Regions from separate parts of the Mus musculus genome. Here all the other regions are linked to region 2. The links are chromatin contacts, called in public Hi-C maps. All regions are on one chromosome and are shown on one strand. Each heading gives the region's core, a stretch centred on a gene start, on an enhancer-like site or on the middle of the called end of the contact. The rest is flanking DNA. Distances are from core to core; before and after follow the strand shown. Region 1 has its middle 46 kb from the start of Gm52636. Region 2 holds the start of Ctso (cathepsin O). Region 3 has its middle 66 kb from the start of Gm52636.

Region 1 (2,700 bases), core at 76-2,575, 350 kb before region 2:
AAGACAGTATCTTCAAATGCATCATTTTGGTCAACTCTCCTAAGTCAGCTGAAATTTCACTGGCTTCTTTTGCAAATACTCTGCAATGCCGTCCTTCTTCTCTGTTTTGAGGATTATCCACAGGCTTCAATTTTCTCTGTACTGGCTTATGTGGCAATATGATCTGCCTAAGTTCCTCAATTATTATGTAGGCTTATGTGATATATTCATGTTTATTAGTAGTATGTTTTAATACATTCATTTGCCTTATTGAATTTTAATTGATGCATAATTATATAAATGTGTGTGTGTGTGTGTGTGTGTGTGTGTGTGTGTGTGTGTGTGTTTATGGAATGTAAGGTATAATGGTTTGATGCACATGTACATTGTAAAGTGACTTTCTTAGTTAGGGCTTTACTGCTGTAAACAGACACCATGACCAAGGCAACTCTTAAAAGGACAACATTTAATTGATTCTGACTTACAAGTTCAGAGTTCAGTTCATTATCATCAAGGTGGAAAAATGTCAGCATACAGGCAGGCATGGTGCAAGAGGACCTGATAGTTCTACTTCTTCATCTGAAGGGTGTTAGCAGCTACTTAGTTAACACCTACTTCAGGCAGCTAAGACTAGGGTATTAAAGGCCACACCCACAGTGACACACCTACTCAAAGAAGGCCACATTCCCTGGCTCAAACATATACAAACCATCACAGTGACTAAATAAAGCTAATTAGCATACTTACCTTGCATCTAATTATTTCATTGAGAAATTTTCAGATATGCTATCAGCAATTTAAAAATATATATTATTGCTAAATATAATATTCCTTGAAATTGAAAAGAAGCCACTTCCTTAAAGTAGATGAAGGGTTTTATTCACCAAAGTGTGTATGTAAACTATTTCAAGTCCAGGTGGGTACATAGTATATCATCATACTGTTCTGAAATAAAGAGACGCACATGTTTTTTGCCAAAATTCCTGTAGTTGTGCATGAGGTGCTTGGAATGTGCTGGTTTCTGGCTCAAGAAAGCAGATTGAGTAAGTACATTTAACATGGATAAATTGCTCTGTGGATAATTAGAATGTCAAAGAACCACCATTACAGCACAGACTCGTACCTTCTGATTTATGTCCAGCATCACACTCTCAAAATCCTTTCTGAAAGCCACAGTCTGGGATTTTACTGTCTAATAGTTTCGTGCTTTTATGCATGTGTTATATATCTTTCTGTTGGAATAGAAAGAAGATCTTCATCTTTCTCAGCCTTCCAGCACATGTTCATTCTCTCCTGGAGGCTCATGCGTGGATAATGCACATTGTAAATCCTTGTAGATTCCAAGTTCTCAAAGAACAAAGACAACAAGAGAGCAGAGTGCAGCTCCTTGCTCATCCCTCCCTCCCCAGCACCACCCTGCTTGCCTCACCCAAAGGAACAAACAGAATCATTTGTCCTTGTTATAAAAATGATTGAGCCACTTTTACAAACTTAACTTCAAAGATCCGACTCCTTGTTTTAATTTAATTCGTTATTTCTTTGCTCTCGTGGTCAATAAATCAAGTCATGAGCCACTAAAAGCTTCTGAGATACTAAATGCTTGAGGTTTGCTTTTCAGTGAACTTTTATGTTTCATTTCAATTTGGAGAGAAACCACTTGATGCTTGCTTCATCAATGGGTGAAACATACCGTACCCTTTTGAAAAGTGTATTTTATTTAACCATAAATAAAAGTTTCAAGGTACAGAGAGCTCAGTTAGAGGTTCTATGTTTATGTATCTGTTCCCTATCACACTGCCAAAGATTGACTTCAAAGTTTCTTCTCTACTCATATGGGGGGAAAAAAACTCCAACTATTCAAACTTTCCTAAGAATTAATTAAGCACATGACCACTATAAACTAAGAGGAAAAATAAGTCCAAATAATATGAAGAAAAACCTGCATATGTGACCCATAAAATGTGACATGATAGCACGTTCTCTGTGGCAAGCTGTTTAAACAAGCTCATAGTTTATGTAGATTTTTTTCTGTTTATTTTCAGTACATTCTCAGTGTGTTCTAGTCTACACAGGTGGCTCACTGTACTACCTACAACAGGGGTTCTCCACCTGTGGCTAGTGACCCTTTTGGCAGTCTAATGACTCTTCAGTCTTATATCATATAGTTTGCACATCAGATATCTACATTGTTATTCATTTCAGTTGCAAAATTCCAATTATGAAGTAGCAATCTTTATGGTTTGGGGGGTCGCAATAAAATGCAGAAGTGTATTAAAGGGTCACAGTGTTAGGAAGCTTAAGAATCACTGACCAAAAGCTAGCTTAGAAGATCAATTTTACCTAGAATAGGCCTTGGGCCTTAGGAAACTGTTCTGGAGTGCTCTACGTGAAGTGGAGTTGGGATAAAGCTATCACATATTACAATAAACGTTCTCATGAGAAAACTTTGCAATCAATTTTATTCCTGACATTTGAGAATTCCTGTTGAAGTTTCATCAAAATTAAAGACTTAGAAACACAGAAATGCCGCTGGAGCAATGGCTCAGTGATTAAGAACACACATACAAGTCATAGAGAATACCTTTGCGCATATCTTAACACAGACATAGGGGATTGACAACCCTCCCTGACCAAATTTCCATGGGTTCTGACAATCATCTTCTGGACTCCATGGGCACCAGGTAATGGAATTACAGGCATATAGAAAAAAAGAATTTGTGC
Region 2 (2,700 bases), core at 22-2,521:
CCACTATATGTTGTTGGTGCATAAGAGACTAAAGAAATGAAATTGTCGCTCCCACGAAGCTGGCATTACAGAAAAGTGCTATGGATCAAAAGGCTACAGACTGAACACCAGAGGCAATGGGGGCAGTATTAGAAGAATAGGGTGGAGAGGGGGAGAAGGTTAGGGTTTTAAGTAGGGCAGTCGGGGTAGGTAGGCCTGGGAGTGAAGGAACAAGAAAATAAACACTATGGTTATTCAGATATACGCCAGGTTGGAAGCTAAGAAACAAAAGATGCAGGACATTCCGATTTCTGGGAACCTGGTTACAGTTTGTCCACAAAGGATCTGCTTTTGGACAATAGAGAAGGGGTAAAAAAGAAACACAGAGTAAAGACTCATTCTAAGACAATAATTTGCATTTTGTGTACATAGGCCCTTCTGAGAAGCAGCTGGCTGTCTTCTCCCAAGGGTAACCAGCGATTTGTGATATTTGGTCTCAGATCTTAAATCACTCAGTCTCCTTAAAGGAGAGCTCTGAGGCAGTGTACTGGAAACCTCTTTAGCTGAGATGTGAGTGAGCAGACATATTGACTGGTTTGAACATGTTCCCCTTTTCCTTTTACACTCTGTATACCGGCACCATGGTAAAAGGAAACAAGATTTTTAAAAATTACGTCAGTTAATTATAGCTGGGGATAGAAAGTGAGGTGGATGGATTATGAAGTAAGCTAAGCAAGAAGAAAACAACATAATAAAATAATAAGAAAAATTAAAGCAACCTTAACAGTGAAACAAAGAAAAGCACAGGACGTGCTCAGCATATAATGAAGTGTTTAGGATTACTTAGCTAAATTTCATTACAAACTTCGGAAGCGGGTGCAGCTTTCTACAAGTGGAGAAATGGCCACAAGATATTGTGCAGTTCTGTGCAGCAACAATTTTGTCAAGTATTTATACGCATCCATAGAGAGAAGTGTGTAAATTCGCATACACTATACGTCCCCATACAACCTGCTGAGTTCAATTTACACACACTCAGTGAACACATATTCAATTTAAACAGCAGGAAGTAAAATGAAGGGCTGAATCTCAGACAGCAGGAAACACAATAGTTTGTATCTTCATACTGTTGTGTAAGTCAGGTTTTGCTCTCTTTCTTATTAAGTAAGAGGGAAATCCCAGATGCCCAATAACAGCACAAAAGCTCAATAATAATCCCAAGAAGCACCAAACAAACAAAACAGCTGGGACCCCAGCAGCTTTCTGCTTCTGGGCGTGCACAGGACACAGGCAGTGGGCGGAGCCAAGAAACCGAAAGAGAAAGCGGGCCGGGCACAGTGGACCTCGGGCACCGGGATGAAGCCGCAGTTGGTGAACCTCTTGCTACTGTGTTGCTGCTGTCTCGGCCGCCACGGGGTCGCCGGGACCTGGTCTTGGAGCCACCAGCGGGAGGCCGCCGCCTTGCGGGTACCAAGCTCCCTCCCTCTACTGCCCCGGGGCTCCTAGGGAGGGACCCAAGCTCCAAGCGCGCATTTCCCCAGTAGAACTGCCTCCTAAAAGTTTGATTCCCCAGGGCAAGGATTTCTGTGCTATATCCCAAAGCACCAAAAGATGTCCAAAGCAAAGCTAAGGGGAAGAAGTATCCTGAATCCTAAAGCCTTTCCCACACCAAACCTGTCGCATAGAAAGCCGCCTGCAGGGGGCACTGGCTCTCTCCTCCTATAACTGGAAGTTAATGATTTCTCAGTCCTGGAACTGTCTACCACCATCAAGTTCTCTCTGACTTGGTGGAGACTGATGTAGAACAGGAGACATTTCACTGCCTTAAATTCGGATTTCTTTTTTTAAAGTTTTCATAATAATCCTTCAATTGCTCTCCAACCTTAAAATTCTGAAATGGACAAGTTAGCTGACCACGGATAGATTTTCCCAGTAACCAGGGGAACTGACCGAAATGCAGATTCACAGTTGGCCTCAGTTGCTATACTTAATGCTCTCTGAAAGGTTTTTAAATCTGAAAAAAAAAAAAAGAAAAAGAAAAGAAAAAAGAAAATGCCATCACGATTTTATTAGAGGAGGACTCACCTGTTCGACTCAGTGTCTATCTGAATTCAGGAATGCTGCTCTTAGGCCATTTAACTAGTGTTTACTGATGTTTTCTGAAATTTCCATAGAACCCCATAGCTCTGCCCCGTTCTCCTTGTCCTCTTTGGCCTGAGAAGTTCCAGTATTCATTCAGTCCGGCCTTCTTTGGCTTCAGCTACCCTTGTGTTGTACTCAAATCAAAATGCTGTGCTTTAGTTCTCCTTTTTGTTACTTTTGAGCTCATTTCTTGTTACCAGTCTATTTCTCAGTGTCCTTGGCCTGTGTGTTACTGAGACCTGTCCTTGATTTCCAATAGGGTGAGGTAGTCAGTGTCACAGGTTGTTGATAAGGTGTTTATTGGCCAACTAGTTTTTTTTTTTCTAATCTTGAGTATTGAAAGCTAACAATGTAATGTATAATTTTTTTTCTCCTTACTGAAATAAAGCAAGGTTGCCAAGAAAAGCAACTTAAAGAAAGTGAAAAAGGGTCTACTTTGGCTCACACTTTCAGGGACAGTCTATCATCATGATAGGGATGTCATAGTGACATGTGTGTGGAGCAGACATCCATACTACATCAGCAGCCAGGAAGGGAAAGACATGGATACTGTATCCCAGCTTACTTTCTCATCTTTAT
Region 3 (2,700 bases), core at 72-2,571, 370 kb before region 2:
TGACTGTTCATATGTCATTGCATCACGTGTCCTGTTTTTAAGTTGTATTGCACTTGGGCCAATTCTCATTCACCTCATGGTGAAGTGTGATACTTTCTAAACTTTCCTAAAACATTCATAAAAATACACAGTCTGGTGTTCATGTTGCTGTGCTTTTCTCAGACATAATTTTCTTGGACCATGTTTTCATTTGCTGTCCTCCCTACCATGTGTTCCTGTAGAAAGTTACCCATCTACAATATCCCCCCAGAAATGGTTACATCAAAGAGAACTTTTAGGAGAAGGCACTGAGTCACTAACCACATTCAGGAATCAAGATTGTGCAAGAGATGAACTCAGCAGCTTATTTTGAAAAATGCAAGAATCTTAAGAGAAATTGATTTTATTTAGAAGTGGTCAAAGTATAAAATTGTGTAAAAATGTACATGATAAATTTGTATCTAAACAGAATTCTAATAATCAAGCTACTTACTATAAGACTATTCTCTTTTCAGCAGTGATTACTAAACACAAAGACATAACATTTGAAAGTATCATGAAGTAGTAAGTGGGATAAAAACAGAAAACCAGAAGTGTAAAAGATGGCAATAAGGAGCTGGCAGAATCCATTGTTCCATGACAACAATAATTCCCTAAACATTAGCTGGATTTCCTGTGAAATTCAGTCCTTGGAACTGAGAGCTCTCCTCCTGAATCAGGCTCACCATTATTGAGCGATAATGCTGTCTCAAAATTTTCCACTGTGAAGTGAAGACTGTCCTCTCATTAACTACTTAAATCTACACCAACATCTCTTCCAGTGTGGCTACAGACGAAACATCTCTAGCATTCTACTTTCTAATACCAAGTTGGTTTATGGGCAGCATGATTTTATTAACCATTGCTCCAAAATCTTTGGAAGAGGACATAAGATTTGCACCAAACACCAACCTCATTCCTTTTGCTTGGTTCTATAAAACTGGGTATCTTTATAGTAAATAACCTGGAAGCATAAAATGAAGATTATTTTAATCAGCTTCCTTTAGATCCCTTCATATTTCACAGAGCTAATTGAATACTTCATGAGTCAGACTCAGCCAGTGTTATGTGATCCTTTGACAATCATTGTTGCAGAGTGCTGTGTTACCTCAAAATGAGTAACAAACTAGAATGGAGGACATCTCCCTCCAGAAGGGGAAGGGTGAGCATGTCCTGGAGATAGAAGCATGGTAGTATATTCTTTCAGAGAAGGGGGAACTGCATTCTCCATTCCTCTGTGAGTTGCCTTGAACATCATTTCCAAAAAGTGTGCCAATTTGGGAAATGGTGCAAGCCAAAACCTTCCTGACTCAGAAGCCAACTTGCATCACTGTGAGTGTTTTACTTCTGTTTTTGTTTTTGTTTTTCATTCAGGATCAAACCATGAAAGCTTACTTGTTATTTTGTGATCAAGAGAGGCTGGTTTTCAGTCAGTATCCACTCTTAACTGCCCCACATATATTCCCTTTAGATTTCACTCTAACTCTCACACACCCGCTTGAGAAGCATGTGTTAATTCTGACCCTTTGCATTTACCCAGTTCTGCTCAGTAGGAGTCTTCGGAGACCAGAAGCTGTGGTATAATGATCAAGGAGCTGGCAAAAGCTATTTTGGGCAAGAGTTCAGGGCAGGTCTCCAGCCTCAGCAAAGTTCAAATCAAAAGTGCAAGGCAAAAGCAGTTATGAGAATTGAGCAATAATTATGTAAAACAAAATATTTATGAAAAGAAGCTGTCTCTGGAGTTTGTATTAAACATAGCTAGGCACCAGTTAAATGTCCTCAGTTGGGTCTAGGCCTACTGAATGGGTGTGGCAGGTAGGCTGACGCTAGTCTGAGCTTTTATGCACACCTCTCTGACTTCATAGACGTTCTGGGCAACCCGAATCGCCAAGGGCTTCTAAGCAACAATCTGAACTTCATATCTACAGTTTGTTTTCCTGACAGAAAAAGCGGAATATGGTTACCTTAACCAAGCAGAAGTTAGATAAAGACTTGGAAATGCACCTATAATCAGTCAGAAATAAAATAAATATACCAACACCTAAAGCTGCCCCTTTATCTTCCTGTGAAACTAATCCTTTGATTACTAACGAGTACACACACTCAGCCAAGTTCACTATAATAGCAGGAGGTATAAAACTACTTCTGTATTTACCTTGGGATTTAATCTTCAGTTTCTTTATCACATCATACTTATTTTGTTAGCAGAGTTCCTGTCTCCAACTTTGTACTCTTGTATGGGCCATTTTCAGTAGGAACACTTGAGAGGCAACCATTCTTTACCATGACTAAAAGCATTCCCAACTTCTTCTAGCCTTTTCAGGTCCTTCAAACCCCAAATCTATCATCAGCTGCAGTTCCCAAAGATGGCTTGAAACTTATTAAGTTTTCTTAGGCTTATTAGTTTAAAAGATTTCTACATTTTAATAACTATACAGCTGTTTCAGTATATAACTAGACTTTCCTGTGAAAAATTGACCACTTAAATAAAATTAAAATGAAGCCAGATGAGACAAGCAACCACTTGGCCATTGAGAACTGGGCTGTCCATATCATAGGCTACTGATTTACATTACATTCTCCCTTTAATGGGAAGTTATTATTTACTATAATAATCCAGTTGCATTGGCAACTCAAAAAATGTTAAACATACAAAAATTAGTGACTCAATTAGCTAATTAA

The links. A called contact is a pair of places that touch in the nucleus more often than the background predicts.
Region 1: a contact with region 2 is called in a Hi-C map of uterus, with 2.4 times the contacts expected there. The contact joins the enhancer-like site here to the promoter of Ctso in region 2. A contact is called at or near these places in 6 of 39 promoter capture datasets (the 3T3-L1 cell line, cranial neural crest, embryonic stem cells and 1 more), 4 of 484 Hi-C or Micro-C datasets (LSK cells, hematopoietic stem and progenitor cells, peritoneal macrophages and 1 more) and 1 of 115 datasets of contacts at active chromatin or transcription factors (embryonic stem cells).
Region 3: a Hi-C map of 3T3-L1-derived adipocytes shows a contact between it and region 2, with 4 times the contacts expected there. The contact joins the enhancer-like site here to the promoter of Ctso in region 2. A contact is called at or near these places in 9 of 39 promoter capture datasets (the 3T3-L1 cell line, 3T3-L1-derived adipocytes, the C10 cell line and 4 more), 15 of 484 Hi-C or Micro-C datasets (the 3T3-L1 cell line, 3T3-L1-derived adipocytes, the C2C12 cell line and 12 more) and 1 of 9 other capture datasets (macrophages).

Annotation. Positions count from the first base shown.
Region 1 is chr3:81,582,491-81,585,190 of GRCm38.p6, forward strand. No RefSeq gene overlaps it. Among named protein-coding and RNA genes, the nearest start is that of Gm52636, 46 kb to the right of the region's middle. Within about 2 kb of position 1,326, at least 6 of the 459 cell types and tissues checked have an H3K27ac peak or open chromatin away from gene starts, as enhancers often do. A contact at or near this core is called in uterus, where this site is marked.
Region 2 is chr3:81,931,330-81,934,029 of GRCm38.p6, forward strand. Ctso (cathepsin O) reads left to right here and starts at 1,272. Exons shown (of 8, transcript NM_177662.3): 1 at 1,272-1,446. The coding sequence starts at 1,336.
Region 3 is chr3:81,562,775-81,565,474 of GRCm38.p6, forward strand. No RefSeq gene overlaps it. Among named protein-coding and RNA genes, the nearest start is that of Gm52636, 66 kb to the right of the region's middle. Within about 2 kb of position 1,322, at least 17 of the 459 cell types and tissues checked have an H3K27ac peak or open chromatin away from gene starts, as enhancers often do. A contact at or near this core is called in 3T3-L1-derived adipocytes and bone marrow-derived macrophages, where this site is marked.